Regions from separate parts of the Pan troglodytes genome. Here region 1 is linked to region 2. A link is a contact called in public Hi-C data. All regions are on one chromosome and are shown on one strand. The core of a region is the stretch at or near the end of the contact, and the rest is flanking DNA. Distances in the headings are between cores, read along the strand shown. Region 1 holds the start of CAPG (capping actin protein, gelsolin like). Region 2 holds the start of MAT2A (methionine adenosyltransferase 2A).

Region 1 (3,260 bases), core at 379-2,878, 110 kb before region 2:
TGCAGAGCCAGTCCTGGGCAGGCCTGTTCATTATTTTGCACACTCTTACACCGAAAGGGCCCAGGACCCTCGCCTGGCCCAGCCTTGCCTGCCAGGCCTGGGCTGGGTCTCCCAGCCCAAATTCTCACAAGAGGGCCGACTCCGGCCAGAGCGCGCCCCTCTTTGTGCCTCGGTTTGCCCACCTAGCGGTCAGTCCCGCAGGCGTGGCGGGTACATCTCAAGGTCGGCAGAAAGTGCCACCGGGAGCCCAGCCGGAGTTGCGGGCCTCGCGCCGGGCCCACTGTCCAGATCCAGGGCTCACGAGAAAAACGAGGACGCAGGACAGCCACACGCCAGGCCGCGTGTAAGGCCCCAACCCGGCCCCAGCCTGGGCCCTAGACCCCTACGAACTACAAATCCCAGCAGGCAGTGGGCCGCGGGGCGGGGTCTCGGAAGCTGCGGCCTGTGGTACCTTTGCTGAGCCCAGGTCCGAGGGCCCTCGGGGACGGGAGCACCACAACAGACCCCCGGACACACTTACACACACAGTCTCACAAACACACAGTCACACACGCACACACACGCGCGTTTTGGCCCCTCCCCTACAAACTACAAATCCCGGCAGGCAGCGGGCCGTTGGGCGGGGCCTTGGGTGCTCATCCGGACGCAAAGATTGCGCCAGCCAGGGTGGGATCCCGGTGGCTAGGTGGGGGCTCCCCTGCTGGGGAAGAGATGGCCTTCTCTCCTCGCAAACCCAGCCCCCCACCCCTGCACGCGCCCCTCTGCCCTGGAGTCGCTGGTCCGAGCCCTCCTTCTCTGCGAACCTGAGCCCCGCCCTGCCCTCCCTACGAGGTTGGGGCCGTGGGAGATGAAGATGGTGCGTGGGGGGTTGGGCCCACAGCCTGCTAAGCACGCAGAGTGGCCTCCTGAACCCTTCCTCCATCGCCTAGAGCAAACTCCCATTCCTGGAAGGAGGAGCAGCCCAGACCCTGAGACTGGACTAGGTCTGTTAGGGTCCCTGTGTGGCCTGCAGGACTCATGGTGAAGCCCAGGGAAGGCCTGGGTCCTCCAAGTCAGGGATGTAGGTCCCAGGGTGTTCAGGCCGCGGTATCTGACCATCGTCGGCGCCCTGCGCCCAGGCATCAATTTTACATGGCAGAGTCAAGGTGAGGTTAGGAGGCTGCCAGGAGGTAATAACCAGGGCACTCGCATTCAGCATCCTCTCTCTCAAAGCACTCTCCTCACACCTCAGGGTCAAATGTCAGAACTCTTGTCCTAACTTCCCAGGTTGCCCAAGGAGCTTCTGAGGCGCTACAGAAGGGACTTACCCAGACCCTTCAGTGCAAGCCAGGAACTCAGGGTCCGGCCTGCTCGGTAGGATGAGCTGTGCTGAGGCCCTACTTCATCCACCCTTCTGGGCCAGGACAGCCTCTTTCCAGAGGCCTCTTCTCAGCTGATTTCTGGCTCCCAAGCGGGAGACTCAGGTTACACCTGTATCGGGAGCAGTGACACCACAGTGGCCAGCAACACATTGGACTTTCTGTCTCCAACTCCATTTTCAGCTTTTACACTTCCTGATCTGGGCATATACTGCTACATCCTGGATCATCAAGGAAGGAGGAAAATACCTAGTCAATGAAGGTTTAGCCATGACCTTGTAAGTCAGTGAGATTTCATTCTTGTGTGGTTAGTTCGAGGTGAGCTACTTCCTAGAAATATTTCATTTGATCTCTAAACACCTAGAAACCGCTCCAAAAGGGATATTCAAAGTAGATTGCCCAGATTCTCTTGATAGCAGATGTGGGGTTCATATTAACTGGTCGCGTGGTCTCTAAGCATGCCTATTTCTGCCTGGGAAGTTCTCAAAGGTTTGGTTTTCTGAGTGTTTCTGTTAAAACAATCAGTCTTTTGTTGAGTAGCCCTTTTGCCCCTAGAGAGGAGAGATAGGTACCATAGAAACTTGGAGACAGCTATTGACTCAGTCCCTGGACTCTTTAATAAGAGCCCGTTCTGTTTTTTTTGTTTGTTTGTTTGTTTGTTTCCTGAGACGGAGTCTCGCTCTGTCTCCCAGGCTGGAGTGCAGTGGCGCAATCTCCGTCCACTGCAACCTCTGCCTCCCGGGCTTAAGCGGTTCTCCTGCCTCAGCCTGCCTCAGCCTCAGTAGCTGGGATTATGGGATTACAGGTGCACACTACCACGCCTGGCTAATTTTCGTATTTTTAGTAGAGACGGGGTTTCACCATGTTGGCCAGGCTGGTCTTGAACTCCTGACCTCAGGTGATCAGCCCACCTTGGCCTCCCAAAGTGCTGGGATTACAGGCATGAGCCACTATGCCTGGACTGAGCCCATTCTCTTATTATTAGAAATCATATTATCAGAATGTGAGCTTCTGCATTCCAGGGCTTAGCACCAGACCTTCAAGTCAGTAATGACCCTTGGGACATGCAGTATGCCAAAAGCTGTTTAATGCCCATTCCTGCTCCCTGAAGATCCAACCAGCAATCAGCAGGGTGCAGTTAAAGTCACAGAGCAGTGTTGTTAGGTCATTACAGGGAATGTGGCTAAGGAAGGGCAAAGCCCAGCAAAACTTGTCCTAACTTCCCACGTTCTTTCGCTCTGCGGGCCTTGCCTTCATTTACCTTCCTGATAACTAAAGCCTGGGTCGGTGGTCCTCCAGGCCACGCCCCTTCCACCGTCAGCCTCCGGGCCCAGGAAATGAGCGACAGGCTGCCATGCCCCTCCTCACCAGCAGGGGTCGCCCTCTCACGTGGAACGACTGCTTAGGTCCCCACACTGGCCCGGGACGGGGTGAGGGGACTGTGGCTTTGGCTCTGTGTACATCATATGGCCTTGGCCAGCATCCATTCTTCTCTGGCCTCGGCTTTTCTGTTGGTAAAAGGGAGGGAGGGTGATCTCAGGGCCCTCCAGGCCCATCAAGGAAAGAGGTGGGGTGGGAGACGTCGGGGAGCCACTGTGTCCAGTCTCTCCTAACGGGGAGGGTAGAAGACCAGCTGGGAACAGGAGAAGCTTGGCTCCCAGGCTCTGTGCTGAAGAAGGAAGCCTAAGCAGGGCCATGTTACATTTGGTGGAGGAGGGAGAGGGTAGGGGAGGAACAGACGCCGGCCGCTCCCGCTAAGGAAGGCAAATAGAGGAAAGGACCCAGTGGGGTGGGGAAGGTCCGCCAGAGGTATCCAGAGAACCAGAGAAAGTGAGTGTGAGGGAGTCCTTGGTGATCCATCTGCGCTGGGGAAAAAGGTTTTCAGCAGATAAACACAGCCGG
Region 2 (3,126 bases), core at 252-2,751:
GTGTCCTCCTTTGTTTTGATACTATGAAATTAATAAAATTAACTGCTACTAAAAAACAAGTTCAAGTAGAACACAGAAAGGAGAGTGTGGCACAAGATAAGGTTGCAGAAGTAGCAGCCAAATCACACTGGGGCCTTGAGTATGTAGAGATTTTAGTCCGTATCCCGACAGCAATTGAAAGCCACTGAAAAGTAATTCACAGGAAATATAGTTAACTTTTTTACAGCTTACATTAAAACAAATTATGTACTAGATACTGTGCTAAAGACTCTACTTGCACTATTTCAATCCTTGAAACAATCCTATGATGTACTATTAATATTCCAATTTTACAGAACGAGGATACTGATGCATAGAGAGGTCGTGACTCCAAACCCCTACTCTTACTGTATTACACCTACACACTATTCACAAGTGAGAGAAGTAGGTAAGCAACTATGTACAGCTAAATCTCATCTCCTTGGCAGGCCTAGCCCCACTGTGGAGTTGGTAGCACAGGGGTATCAGGATTTAATGAGCCAATCATTGACTTTACGCTCCTTGTTCTGACTCTCTAATAAAATAACCTTCCAGTTATATTCTGGCTTCCCATATAGATTTTTCTGCTGGGAGATAATGCACTGACCAGCCTACACACGCATTTTGTTCCAGTTGACAATTTTATTACACATTGTAAGTTAATAAATTGGCATTCTGCTTTAAAAAATAACAAAAAATTTTAATAGTCTTATACAGTTACTTTCCCATGAAGGGTTAGCTTGAAAAGTAAAAAGCAACGAATAAAAATATCATCACCTATTGTCTCTTTTGTGGTCGAACCTTTTCTTGCTGCCTGCTTTGAGCGACCGTGGATGTGGTCACTGAGTCTGGGGAGGAGCCCTTTATCTTCTTTGTCGATGCCCCCAGCACAGCCCAAGTGCTTCCTTTGTTTCCCACTGAGCCTTTAGCAAATCCCACCTTTCCTCCTGCACCGGCGGAGAGGATTGTTCTTGGGAATGCACCTTGTTCTACTGCCTCCAGCAGTAGACAGCTGGAGACTGTTACTAGGGGTCTCTCCTTCACCTCCCCAGCGTAAAGTACATCCCATGCTAGGAGCAGGCCGTTCCCTGAGAACCTCATTAAACCCGGCGTTCTTGTCACGCGCCCCGCTCAGGGCCACCAGGCCACCAGCCCGACCAGACCTGCACCGAGGCCCAGCCCCAGAACAAGCTGCAGAGACCCCCGCCCCCAAGGCGGGCTCCCTCCAAACGGGACTCCATACTCCTTGCTGGTTCAAGTTTTGTTTCGCTCTTTTTCCCTGTAATTCCTTTATTGGGCAAAACTGGGACAAACGCAGGTGGACATTTTAAAGTGAAAGCTTCATGAAACAGCCCATTCCACGCCGTCAAGAGATCTGCTTAAGCACATTCAAGGGAACGAATAGCCCCCACCCACCAAAAAAGAAATGTTCGTTCCATATTCTCCTGACCAGAGGATTGAAACATCGATTCCCCTCCCCCCCCTTTCAAAGGAACAGGAAGGCCACGGGGCAAGGACGGACTTGGGAGCGGCCTCCTTTCTCTCTGGAGGGAAAGGCTGGAGCGCTGCCTCCACTTTAAGTCCACGAACCACGAAGGGTGAGGATCCCTCAGAAACTTTAGCGCAGGGAAGCGGGCAGGAGAGCGATTGTTTAAATCGATGGCAGCACCCTCATTAATCTGCTTTCCGGCCATCTTCAGCAGAGCCATTCACCAGGAAACGACTAGAAGGTGGGCCTGCGCCCCTCAGATATCCCGGGGCCGGCAACAAGCCGGGCAGGGAGGCCGAAGGAAGGCCGTGAGGAGCCCTCGCTGGCCGGCCAAGATGGCCACCTTCACATGGCCGACCGCCACCGGCTCCCTGCCACCCGGCATCTAGAGGCGGGACGGCCAGAAAGACCCCAGCCGCAGCACAAAACCTCCGCGATTCCCGCCGCCTCCGCTGGGGGACGCGACCTCCGGGAAAGCTATCCCGGCCAACGGTCGGAAGGGAGGTGCCATGTCACCGCACAGGGGAGCGGGTCCAGCAAGCCCCAGTCGCTTTTTCTCCCACATGAAACAAGGAAGAGCAAACCCCCCCGTCTCCTCGCGTCTGCATTTTTCCCCTAGCTCTAGCGGCTCAAGATAGCTGAACGGTCTCTGGAGGGCTGGATTGCCACGGCACCTCCCGCGGCCGCGCAGTGTGGTTCAGCCCGGACTCCGCGGAGCGAGCTGCCCTTCCTCCTCCGACCCCCGCGCAAGTGCTGCATTGGCGCGCGGCGCCGAGGGGCGGGGCCCGAGCCGGGCGCGCGCGGGCGCTGCTCTATAAATACCGGGCCGCACCGCCCGCCGCTTCGTTCGCTCCGCGCCGCCCGCCTGCTACGAGTAGGACGCTGTCCGCAGCTTGCGCATTTCGCAGCCGCTGCCGCCTCGCCGCTGCTCCTTCGTAAGGCCACTTCCGCACACCGACACCAACATGAACGGACAGCTCAACGGCTTCCACGAGGCGTTCATCGAGGAGGGCACGTTCCTTTTCACCTCAGAGTCGGTCGGGGAAGGCCACCCAGGTGAGGGGACGGCCTGAAGCGAAGCGTGGGGCGGGGCAGAAGGCAGCGCCAAGGTCCGGCTGGTTGCGGCCGGCCGGTGGTGGGGCCCGCGCGGGTCGTCCTCGTCCGCCGGGTGATGGGAAGAGCGGCGACCGCGCGCTTTCCTCGTGGCGCCGCCAGGGCCTGGCGCGTGGCCGCCGCTCCTCTTCCCCCTCCCCTCTCCACCCTTCCCTTCCCCCCCTCCCTTTCCATTCGGTCGCGCGCCTAGGCATGCGGAAGGTTCCAGAAAACGTGAAGGGCGGGGGCTGTGGTCGCTAGTGAGTTCTGGCCGGGAAGGGAGGGCACTGTTAACCCCTCCCGGCCCTGCCGTCTGACAAACCTGGAGTGGGCGACCCGCCCCGCGTGCTCGCGTCCGGCCCTCGGGAGCGCGCGCCCCGCATTGCAGCGGCGACCACGTGTTTGCCGCATGTGGTGTCTGGGCGAGGGGGAGCCGTGGGCCTCCCCGGCTGTCCTGGCCCTCAGTTTGAGGGGTGGGGGGCCTATGCCTTGGGACGTCGTCTGGCTCCACTGCCTCAGTGGTTAGG

The links. A called contact is a pair of places that touch in the nucleus more often than the background predicts.
Region 1: a Hi-C map of stem cell-derived neural progenitor cells shows a contact between it and region 2, with 7 times the contacts expected there. The contact joins the promoter of CAPG here to the promoter of MAT2A in region 2. A contact is called at or near these places in 5 of 7 Hi-C or Micro-C datasets (blood, induced pluripotent stem cells, a lymphoblastoid cell line and 1 more), 1 of 1 datasets of contacts at active chromatin or transcription factors (stem cell-derived excitatory neurons) and 1 of 1 other capture datasets (stem cell-derived neural stem cells).

What each region holds. Positions count from the first base shown.
Region 1 is chr12:37,327,346-37,330,605 of NHGRI_mPanTro3-v2.0_pri, reverse strand. It overlaps CAPG (capping actin protein, gelsolin like), which reads right to left and starts at 1,628. Exons shown (of 10, transcript XM_054678563.2): 1 at 1,308-1,628.
Region 2 is chr12:37,214,026-37,217,151 of NHGRI_mPanTro3-v2.0_pri, reverse strand. MAT2A (methionine adenosyltransferase 2A) reads left to right here and starts at 1,501. Exons shown (of 9, transcript XM_001167501.8): 1 at 1,501-2,563. The coding sequence starts at 2,473.